Regions from separate parts of the Mus musculus genome. Here region 2 is linked to region 1. The links are chromatin contacts, called in public Micro-C maps. All regions are on one chromosome and are shown on one strand. Each heading gives the region's core, a stretch centred on a gene start, on an enhancer-like site or on the middle of the called end of the contact. The rest is flanking DNA. Distances are from core to core; before and after follow the strand shown.

The links. Hi-C and Micro-C count contacts between places; a contact is called where the count stands out from the background.
Region 2: a Micro-C map of embryonic stem cells shows a contact between it and region 1, with 10 times the contacts expected there. The contact joins the promoter of Gna13 here to the promoter of Abca5 in region 1. A contact is called at or near these places in 9 of 39 promoter capture datasets (the 3T3-L1 cell line, cranial neural crest, embryonic stem cells and 5 more), 6 of 484 Hi-C or Micro-C datasets (CD4 T cells, embryonic stem cells and olfactory sensory neurons), 14 of 115 datasets of contacts at active chromatin or transcription factors (the NIH/3T3 cell line, astrocytes, bone marrow-derived dendritic cells and 9 more) and 3 of 9 other capture datasets (adipose tissue, embryonic stem cells and liver).

Annotation. Positions count from the first base shown.
Region 1 is chr11:110,335,497-110,341,211 of GRCm38.p6, reverse strand. Abca5 (ATP-binding cassette, sub-family A (ABC1), member 5) reads left to right here and starts at 3,496. Exons shown (of 39, transcript NM_147219.2): 1 at 3,496-3,727. It overlaps Gm39445 (a long non-coding RNA gene), which reads right to left and starts at 3,374. Exons shown (of 3, transcript XR_880289.1): 1 at 2,928-3,374; 2 at 2,353-2,424; 3 at 1,207-1,307.
Region 2 is chr11:109,360,218-109,365,932 of GRCm38.p6, reverse strand. Gna13 (guanine nucleotide binding protein, alpha 13) reads right to left here and starts at 3,139. Exons shown (of 4, transcript NM_010303.3): 1 at 2,677-3,139; 2 at 171-397. The coding sequence starts at 2,959. Gm11696 (predicted gene 11696) reads left to right here and starts at 2,279. Exons shown (of 2, transcript NR_038097.1): 1 at 2,279-2,827.

The sequences.
Region 1 (5,715 bases), core at 2,247-4,746:
TCAATTCTCGATCTTACAGCACAAGCCATTGCTGTTCTGTTCAGGAATTTTTCCCCTGTGCCCATATCTTCAAGGCGTTTCCCCACTTTCTCCTCTATAAGTTTCAGTGTCTCTGGTTTTATGTGAAGTTCCTTGATCCACTTAGATTTGACCTTAGTACAAGGAGATAAGTATGGATCGATTCGCATTCTTCTACACGATAACAACCAGTTGTGCCAGCACCAATTGTTGAAAATGCTGTCTTTCTTCCACTGGATGGTTTTAGCTCCCTTGTCGAAGATCAAGTGACCATAGGTGTGTGGGTTCATTTCTGGGTCTTCAATTCTATTCCATTGGTCTACTTGTCTGTCTCTATACCAGTACCATGCAGTTTTTATCACAATTGCTCTGTAGTAAAGCTTTAGGTCTGGCATGGTGATTCCGCCAGAAGTTCTTTTATCCTTGAGAAGACTTTTTGCTATCCTAGGTTTTTTGTTATTCCAGACAAATTTGCAAATTGCTCCTTCCAATTCGTTGAAGAATTGAGTTGGAATTTTGATGGGGATTGCATTGAATCTGTAGATTGCTTTTGGCAAGATAGCCATTTTTACAATGTTGATCCTGCCAATCCACGAGCATGGGAGATCTTTCCATCTTCTGAGATCTTCCTTAATTTTTGGCTCTTTTTCTACATTGATAGCCTAGTCTGATTTTTTTTTTTAGTCATGCATTATGCTAAATCAAGATTATCTATTTGAAAAAAAAATCAAATTACAGCTATTCTAGAAGCCACTTTGACTTTCAGAAATGGCAAATAACAATAATGTTTAGTAAGATTTTAAAATGGTACATATTGTTCCAAACATACTGTTAATAATGTGAAATACTAGCCGGGCAGTGGTGGCACATGCTTTTAATCCCAGCACTTGGGAGGCAGAGGCAGGTGGATTTCTGAGTTCGAGGACAGCCTGGTCTACAGAGTGAGTTCCAGGACAGCCAGGGCTACACAGAGAAACCCTGTCTCGAAAAACCAAAAAAATAAAATAAAATAATAATGTGAACTACTATACTATACTACTATACTACACTACACTACACTATACTATACTATACTATACTATACGTATCAGACACAAAGCTGTTACAGTAATGACTTAGTTATTGTTCTCTTGCTGTGAGGAGACACCTTGGAAAAGGTAACTTGGAAAAGGAAGCATGTAATTGGCGTCTTGCTTGCAGTTTTGGAAGGTTAGCCCTTGAGCATCCTGGTGGATCTATGGCAGCAGGCAGCCAGGCATGGCACTGGAGCAGTCGCTGAGAGCTCTCATCTGATCTTCCAGTTACAGGCAGGGAGAGAGAGAGAGAGAGAGAGAGAGAGAGAGAGAGAGAGAGAGAGAGAGAGAGAGAGAACACTGAGCCTATTGTGGGCTTTTGAAACCTCAAAGCCTGTCCCACTGACAAATGTCCTTCAAGAAGGCCCACCTCCCAATCCTTCCCCAAACGGTTCCTCCAGTTGTGAACCAAACATTCAAATATACAATCCCACGGAGGCCATTTTTCATTTGCTGCCCCACCCCAAATGATTTAGTCATCTTAATTTTAGCAAAATGGTCTAGAAAAATCCATTTAAACAAGTCTTTGATGTCTGGCAAGCAAAAGCACGGCCACACGTAGCCATTGTTCATCAGGTTGTAAGTTAATACTCTATGTGGCAAGATTTGGCCTCTTACTCCATGTTAAATATTGGTGAGAACTGTGGCCCACTGTTAATTTCCCATAGCCACCGAGCTTCTTAAGTCTCAAGCTGCAACTCCTATGATCTAGGAACTCCCACATGGTTCATTTGTCTATAAGGTCTATTAATGAGGTGTGGGGATTTCAGTTGCCACCATGACAACCAAGATGTGCTTATTGCTTGTTTCTATTTCCTAGATACAGAAGGGTGGAAGGAAGCATCATTCTCTCTGGCCGCTGTTTTACTATTAAAACCTGGTAGTTGTGGACATTTAGGCAGACATCGTGTGACCAGCCTGATTACAAGATATAAATAGTCTGATAAATAGTTTGCGTAGAGGCAGTAAAATATGTCACAACCTACACATTAATTTGTAGTAATTTTTTTATTTAAAATATTTTTCTCTGTGTTCTATGTTATTCTTACAAGCCTATAATCTTGTTGTCCATTTTATAAGTCGTATGTGTGTGTGTGTGTTGCTGGGGTTTAAAGCCAGGACCTTGTACAATCTAGGCAAGCAGACTATCACTGAACTACAAGTCCACTCCTATAATAGAATTTTAATATTTTCTGTTTCTATGGGTGCAATTTTGTTAAGTGAGTAGGTATTTTTTGTGAAGATAAAAATATTTACATACCTTTCTTGTAGGTGTTTTCTCTCATCAGTAGTATTATTAGCAGTATTTACCATAGTTTATGATTCGCAAGACCTGAAAATTTAAATTGGTATAAGAAAAAGTTCTTAACTTCAGGCTACATATGATGTAGCTGAAGAGATTAGCATGTAAGACAGTGAAAGGGATACTATGGTGCCAAGTGGGGTGTTTGAGAGGAAAGATATCATTGTGTCAGGCTCTATGATAGTGTACACACACATGCAGGCAAAACGTCCACATCTATAATAAAGCAGAACACATTCTATAGACTTAGTTTTCAATTTGAGAACTACACACACATACACAAAATATGTATGAATGTTCACATTCACAGAGCTGAAGATGTTTTCGAAAGTAACTGTAACACATAGCACTGGGGACTGCACACACCAGACACATTCAGTATCAAGCCAGCAAAAATTCCAGCATGAATAGTGTGTGTGTGTGTGTGTGTGTGTGTGTGTTATGAATTGGCAGTTTGTGGCTTCTGGATAAGAAAGGATCAGTCTTCCTCAGGGATGTGTAATTTTGGTATTGTGAACTTTACTTTGCAATACCTTTGGCCCTTGTTTCGATCACTTTGGGTAACGACATTCCAAACATCAGTTTGCATTTTAAGTAAAAATTAAGCGTGGTATATAGTCTTTGCCAGAAGTCAACACTTGCAGATTTTCGGAGGATGTTTGAAGGAACCGGTAGGATGTTCAAGGTGGTAGTCTGAGGTTGGAGAGGAGAAGGCAGTCTTTACAGAAACGAGGAGGGAGGACGCTGCAGCAAGAGGGAGGAGTGTCAGACTTTTATCAACTCTTTAAATACAAGGGAACAGAGGCAGATGGGAGGGTGGAGAACCAAGGCCGTCCTTCTTGAGGCGACAGAAGTCTCCTCAAACCCATCGAGCCTCGGTGGAGGGTGCGGCGAGCTCCCCAGGAGGTTCTGAGCACCTGAGCTAGAGTCGGCAGGTCCAACCAAGTACTCTGCGACTCGTTCGCCGCGCTCACCTCCGCCGGAGCCCCGCCCCCAGTAGCCCCGCCCCCAAGCGCGCTCCCGTCTCGAGCTCCAGGAGCACGCGCATTACGCACGCCCCGCCCTCAGGTGCATTCAGGGGCGGGCAGGGGGCGTGTCTCCGGCGGCGCGCGCGGCTCTCTCGGCGTAGCGGGGCGGCGGGCACGCGCGCGCTCGGCCTCGCGGACCGCGTCTCCGCGCAGAATTTCCGAGCTCCGTCACTTACCGCGGTCGCGGTCGCCGCAGGTAAGCTCGCGGCTTGGGCCTGACAGCGCTGCGGCTGCGACGCCGGGGTGAGGAGACGCCGAGGCCCGCGGCGCTCGAGGTCGCTCGCCATTCGTGTCTGCGGAGAGAGGTGACGCGGCGGCGGGGACGGGGCATGGACCGTGGAGATGGCCGAGCAGCTAGGGAATGAGGAGAGGGGAGGGTGTGGCGGGCCGCGGGGAGCCGGAGGATGCTGGCGGGTGGCGGGCGCTGACAGGGATCCCTGGGCTAGCGACATCCTCAGAACTTCTAGAGAGGCAGAAGGAAAAGAAAGGACAAACCGAAATTAAATAAAAGCCCAAACCAAACCGAAGTCAGTTTTCCCCCTGAGGGCTCAGGAGCATCGCCCTACTTGGGGCGCAGATCGGGTAGCGGATCATGTGTGACCAGAGGACTCGGGGTGAGAGGAAAAGCCGCAGAGCTCGTGACACGGTTTTGGGGTTGAAAATAATCTGAATTCCCCAAACATAGCTAACGAAGATTCCCAGGCGCGGAAAGGTTTCAGGGAGGAGGAGAAAGCGAGGTCCATGGGGGACAGCGGCCTCTGGGGCAGTCGGAGTTGAGGATTTTCGCCCCAGCTCTCTAAAAGCTTCGCTTTACGTTTTCAAAGAATCAAGTCTGAGGACAAAAATTAAGGACATTCTGGAGCCCCAGATGAGGTTAGATCCTGGCTCAGAGCCAGGGTCAGTATTACTTCATCTTGACAGCTGCTCTGAGGTTGGAGATGGTACTCTGTGTGGGAAATATGGGTCTTAAAGAGGTTAAATAACTTTATTAAGGTCCCAGCTGGGGAAAAAAATGAGGTACTGAGATTCTCCCTCTGAGATTCCAGACTCTCTAATCCTGGTGCTTTCCTCACTCTATTTTATGTTTGCCCAGAGAGCATTTTTATGTCTCGTCAGAGAAGACTCAATAGATAAGAACATTATGAGAACACTTTGTGTGTGTTTATCCTGAAAGCAGATTTAAGAGACAGTGATCTTTGAATGTGGGTCATTTAGGCAGATGTGTCCTTGATAATGCAAAACTTCAAATTCTATTAAACATAGGGAACTCTTAAATTTTGCATAAATTTATTAATATGTTCGTTACATGCCAGGTAATCATTTTGTTCCTAAAGTTCCTAGATGAATATAGTATGTAATGTCTGCCATTGAGTTTAATTGAAAGAGTAATTATATAAAAGCAACTCATACTAATATAAATTGTAGTCCTCATTAGTGTGTAGATTACACTGGAAATAGTTTTAAGTGCAAACTTAAAACTTTTATACAGTGCAAACTTTATACTTTTATAAACATTATATATAAAGAAAACTATTAGCTGACTTGCCATATGGGTACTGTTACATCGTTTTCCTCCAGCAAGGCGTTCTGTCATAAAACTTAGGTCAAACTTTACTGGCATTAGTATCTTGCTTTATGTCACTACTTTTGGTAAATTTTAAAAGATCAGCGAAGAAAGCGTTTATGATGCCTTCTGTTAAATTTAAAGGTTTATTATACCCATTATGAAGCCAGTAAAATAGCTGGATAGGTTTCTCTTTCAGTGCATTGCTAGACAGATTAGCAGCTCTTTTCAAAAAATTAAATCTTAATTTAAAAGTATAGTTAAACTGGATGGCATTTACGTTTCTGTGGTTTAGAGTTCTCGGGGGAATGGCAGCCATGCACGTTGTTTAACATGTAAATTATTGGAGGCCCAGATGTCAGCGAGTGGTTGGAGTGGTGGAGCCGTTTCTTTGGATTGTTTCTGTTTTCTCACTGAAGTAGGAATCCAGATTGCAGTTTGTAGGTGATGGTGGAGATGGAGATGGAGGGGTTTTGAGGATTGAGGCAGTCAGTGGACTTCTAAAGTGTGAAGCATCTCCCTTGGGTGTAGAGGTACAGAGGAGGAGTGGGGTGCCACTTGGGGTGTTCCATATCGCATACAAGGCATTCCACACTCTGTTGTCAGTTTCGTCTGTACATTGCTGCCCAGGGCGTACACCCGTGCTCTGCCACATTCCAGGGTGGCATCTGCCTCCACCGGGTTGTGGATAGCTCTCTTCTTCATTTTACATAGATCTTGTCTTTTGGG
Region 2 (5,715 bases), core at 1,890-4,389, 970 kb after region 1:
GAGTTTAACACCCAGAACCGATATGCTAGTGGGGAACCCACTCCCACAAGTGTCCTCTGATGTCTGCACATGTGCTGGCATGTGCACGTACCCACACGCACACAGAAGTAAAAACGCAAATCATAAAAATATATACACAAAAACACATTTTGGAGAAGCGGATGTCTTACCAGCTGGAATTCCCGGCGCCGATCGTAGGCATTCTGTATACCACTGTCCTCCCATAAGGCTCTGATAGCAGGAAGATACTGCAGGAACACTCGAGTCTCCACCATCCCCTGGGCAGCCATGGGGGCGCGGGTATCAAATGCCATCAACTTGTCTCCATGGAGCTGGTTTTTGTTATCTCCCCAGGGAATATGAAGCTTCTCTCGGGCATCTACCAGCACCCTCATACCTTTGTTTAAAAAGAGAAAAACCGTGTGAGGAAGAGTCATGAAGATACCATCAGAGGCTTTGGCCCCAGGGTTACTCAGTATTGGTTCCTTAATTTTTAGCTATTACAGAAGCCCCACTTCCAAAATGGGAGACCAGAATCAAAACAAAACCTTTATCTTCTCAGAGGTTTGAGAAACAAGTGTTCACTGTCTCAAAACCAGAAGCCTTGAAAAGTTAATATTAATAACAAAAACCACTTTGGGGAGGATTCTAATATGCTACGATTCATAAAAATCCTTTCTGGTGTAGACGGCAGTCAAAACCGGAGACAGAAAAAATAAATAGTGCTGCCTAGGCTGGTGCCAGGCTAAAGACGGCCCGGCCCGAGCTAAGGACAGCTGACTGTGCTGTGTGCAGTCCGGGTCCTCCAGGTTCCTACCAACACTGTCTTCTAGGACGCACTTAACCTCAAGGCTTCCTCAGACCAAGTTTCTCTTTTAATCAGTGCAGTCACACACTGGCTTTAGTCACCTAAAAGGAAAACCAACTGCACAAAGACCCAAGACCGCCCATGAGGCTTCCACTTACACAGGTCAGCTCAAACTCCTGTCTCTAAAACTGTTACTTCTGTCATCATCGGGAAGTCATTTCTTTGGATACAAGAAAAAATTGTTATGCTTTCACTTTTCTGACCATGCCAACAAAAGAAAATAAGATGCCTCCCTAGACTTCAACCTGATCACACAATCATGTTCAAAGGGACTCTTAGGCCCAGTGTGTGTAGAAAAGCAGGTGATTTGCCTCGCTCACAAGTGACTACTTGAGTCTGTTCATTCTTTAAGTTCATCTGTATCAGGATACAAAGGTACCTTCAATTAAGGGCTGGCAAGGTACAGTTTACAGTCTTCCAGGAGACTTTAATTAGTTCTGTGCTGAGCATTAAGGCAGACTGAACACAGCCATCCTTTTCAGCTTTACTGCAAAGGTACAAGGGTAAGGGCAAGACATGGACTGTGAGCTCCTGGCCTCGCCCTCTCCCCTCTCTGCCTGGCAAAGCATCTTCTCTAGTCTTTCCCTACTTGAAACACTGAAGGGGGTGGGGGGAACGGACCCATGAGGGAGTTTGCTTATGTTCTTCTTGAACAACAAAAAATATGCTTAAAAAAAAGTCACACAACTCCTTGAAAAGACCTACAAAATTAAAGTTTGCTTCCAAGCCCTAGATTTAATAGGGTGACTCCTTAACCACTCAGAAATCTGTTTTCTGATGTGCTGCTGTGCCTCAACTCTGCCAACTTCTCTTAGGTAGAAAATACCTGACACTAAAGAAAAAAAAATTAAAAAAAACAAGATGATTCTTTTAAATGATAAAAATAAAAGCCACCTCTGCAACTTATTTGAACACTAAGGAATAAAAATATTGGGTGGTTTTCACTTAAGGAACAGTATTTAAAATACTGTTCAACAGGATTTGTGAAGCCCACCATGCAGTCCAGCACATGTATTTAAACATAAATTCATGAAAGCATTAGAAATGATATGAAATGATACTGTTTTTTTCTCCTGTCTCGAGTTATTAAGAAAAAAAAAAGTGTGCAACATGTTGAACTGTGATTACAAACATCCTGTAGCAATGAGCCGATAAAACCACTCGCGCTAATTTTTTTTAATAGACTTTCCTGATGCCAGTTCAGTAAACGTGAGTTTCATACTCTTGCCCCAAAAGGCTCTAGAGGCTGTCACTCTATGCCCTTGACAAGAGTCTCAGGGTAAAAAAAAAAAAAAAAAAAAAAAAAAAGTTTCCTCATTACAACCGTTCCAGAACTTGCTTAAGTCAAGAGGTGGCCTAGGAAGCCCAAAGCTGGAAGGGTAACATACCCGGTTACTAGGGTCACCCACCAGGGACGGGCAGAAAGGAAAGAAGGATAGGAAGGGATAGGGAGTGTAGGACCTGGGGCTACTGATGGGTGGTCTTGCCCGGAGTGCAGGGAGGACACAAGTTGCCCCGCTGCCCCGAGTCACCCTACTCGCCGCACTTCCCTCTTGGAGGGGGCGAGGCCAGCCGCGGAGTGCTGGGCCGACCGTGACCCTCACCGGGGTAGCACGGGGGGGACAGCGGGGCGTCCCGGATCGAAGGGACCAGGGCAACAGGGCGCACAGAACGGTGCCCAAGGCGCGCCCACCCGCTCGCCCGTCCGATCTGATCCCGTTCGGTCTCCTCCGACTGGGGACCCGGCGGATGAGGGCGGTGCCCGGCCCGGCTCCCCAGGGGTCCCCGAGCCCCGCCGCGCCCCGCACCTTTGATCACGTTGCTGTAGATGGTGGGGCGGAACTCCTCGCGCGCGCGCTGGTCGAAGTCCTGGCCGTGGATGATCCGCATCTGCTTCAGGAAGGTGGACTTGCCGCTCTCGCCCGCGCCCAGCAGCAGGATCTTCACCAGCCGCTTCACGTAGGTCTTCTCCCGCGACAGGCATTTGTCGATCTCCTTGGACTTGCGCTGCTGCTCGGCCTCGCCGTTCGTCAGCACGCAGCCCGGGAAGCACACGGACAGCACGGAGCGCGACGGCAGGAAGTCCGCCATCTTGCCGCCGCCGCCGCCTCGGCGGGCCCCTGCGGCTCCTCCACCTCCTCCTCCGGCAGCGGGCGGCTCCGGCAAGGCGGCTGGAGGGCGGGGAGCGCAGCGGCGGCCCGAGCGCGCCCGGGGAGGGAGGGAACCCGAGGACTGACTCGCCAGGGCGGGCCGCGCCGGCCGGGGGAGGGTGGGAGGGAGGGAGGGAGGGAGGGAGGGCGGGCCCGGGGAGGGGCGGCGGCCCTCTGGGCGTGCGCGTGCCCGCTGCCTTTCGGGTACGCGCACGCAGGCACGCCGAGCGGAGGAGGGAGCGGCAGCGGCGGGAGTCACGCGCTCCTGTGCAGCCGGGAGCGCGCTCGGAGAGCGGCGGAGCCCGGGTCACGTGGGCCAGGCTGGGCGCGCGCGCCTGCGGATCCAGAGTTTCTGTTTCCCTTTAGTGCCACCGCTTCCCGGAGCCCCGAGGCGAGTAAGCAAAGCCCATCCTGACCCCTTTCCGCTGGGGCATCTTTCTCACTACAGATCCCACTGCCCTTTCCCATAGTTACTCGCCCGCCGCTTGCTGTCACCTTCACGCGACCTATTTTGAGACCATTGGCTGGGACATCCCCGCACCCGACCAGTGCAAGCCTTCCTTCGTTACAGTTTGCCTTGTTTTGTTTTGTTTTGTTTTAACTCTTGAGACAAGATCCCTGCGGCCCAAGTTGGCTTAAATTTGTGACAATCGTCTTGCTTCAGCCTCCCTGTCCGTTTCTGGTATTACCGGCAGGCAAGAGCTTTCCTTCAAGATCGTGCGTTTAATTAGCAGCGACCCTTCCCCGCCCCCTTGTCATCCTAACCATCCCGAATCTGGAAGGATAAGTAGATGTCAGATGTCGTTATTGATCAACACCTCACCCTAGCAGCTCAGGGCACTATTGATAACCTGCCCTGGTTTGAGGGGAAGTTGGAGTTGATGTTCTCGTGAGATGTGCCAGGAAGGTCGCTGGCGGCTGGCTCACTCATTAGATTCCCATCCGAGCTGCACTTGTGACTTGGGTAATGCCTTCTGAGGTCAGTGAATGGTGGAGAGGGTGAGGTCATGTTGAAAATCCCCCTAAACCGGACACTCTGATGCACGTTCTTCCCAAGGAAGCAGATAAGCGCTCAGCCTAGGACTGCAGCAGGCACATTTTGGGTTTCCTGCCGGATTACAGAGGATATGACAGACAAGAAACTTTTTTTTTTCTGTCATACCAGCAGATCAGGCCAGAACACCTGAAAAAGAGACTCCTGGGGAACACGTGACTAGTGACAGCTGAATGACTGTAGCAAGGACCTCAGAAGCCAACTTCTTCATTCTTGTCAGTTTCAAAGTTGATGCCTGTCTGGTTTTGCTCCTGGGACCTGACTCGTGTGCAACTTGGGAACTTCCTGTGTGTTAGGGAGTTGGGGTAAAGAGGTCAACACCGTGACATGCACAAGTTTAAAATTTTAAAAACCAGCACTATAAGTCAGTCCATCAGTTACTGTCCATTTGGGCCAATGACTGGGTAGCTCACGACTCACTCACTACACTGGCTGCAGTAAACAATACATGTAGTAGAATTGTCTCCTGTTACATCCACTGAGACCGCGAGCGGACCTGAGCCCACAGAGTAGGCTGTGTGCAAAGTAGGCTGAGCTCGCATCCAGCATCTGTGGATTGCTAAAGTCAGGACTGATTTGTGACCAAAGTCTGTCATAGATGGTTGATCTCTGTATATACCTTGATCACTGTTAGGGATACCCTGTTCTAGGGCCGTGAAAAGGCCAGCTTCTACCCAGGACAGGTAGACACCAAGGCCCTGAATTACCTCCATGTTCTAGTCCGAATTCATTAGCAGAAACAGAGGAGGGAAATGCGTACGTTAGATTAAGCATCTTCGTTTTCCTGAGGTGTACACAACAGAGTGGAAAAGCAAGGATGCCTAGGAGGCAGGAAGGGATTCCTGCCTGGCCAGTTCTTGTCGGGACATGTAACACAGCAGGGAGGCTGTTCAAAGTCCTGAGTGGAACCTCGCCTTGGAACAAATTTGGCTCGGGTTGAGCCTGGCTGCCCTAATCAGGGTTTCTGAAAAGAAACGTTTAAAGCCCGGGCTGGGGTTTGGCTGCTTTGTGTAACTGGTGATCAAGACACTTTGTAAATCATAAGCATAAAAGTGAGTCCGTTTAGTGGTTCTTCAAAAGCTAAACATAGAACTACCACGTGACCAGGCAGGTCCACTCCGAGGTGTGTACCCTCAGAAAACCCAGCACGCTGCTCAGGCAAAAACGTGGACACCCATGGTCCTGGCAGCGCTGTTAAGAACAACAACAAAATAAATGAATACCACTTAAGACGACCCAAATGCCCATTGGCAAATGAATGGCTAAACAAAATGTGATTCATCCAAGCAACAGATCGTGCAGTCATAAAAAAGAGTAAAAGTGCCGAAAGAAGGGGCTGAGGAGGTGGCTCCGTGATTTATGTGCCTGCTGTTCAAGCAGGAGGGCTGTAGCCCGGATCTCCCGGAGCCCACAAAAATGCCAGGTGGGCTGGGTGGCTTGGAAGACAGAGACAGGATTCCCAGAGCTGGCTGACTAGCTAGATTACCTCAAGCAGCCAGTTCTGGGTCCAAGTGAGAGATTCTGTCTCAACGGATAATGTGCACTCACAAGTCCACACATGTGCCCCTCCCTACAGGTGCGCACATACGCCACACATACACTGATACATGTTACAAGAATCAGCTTGGAAAATATCACCCTCA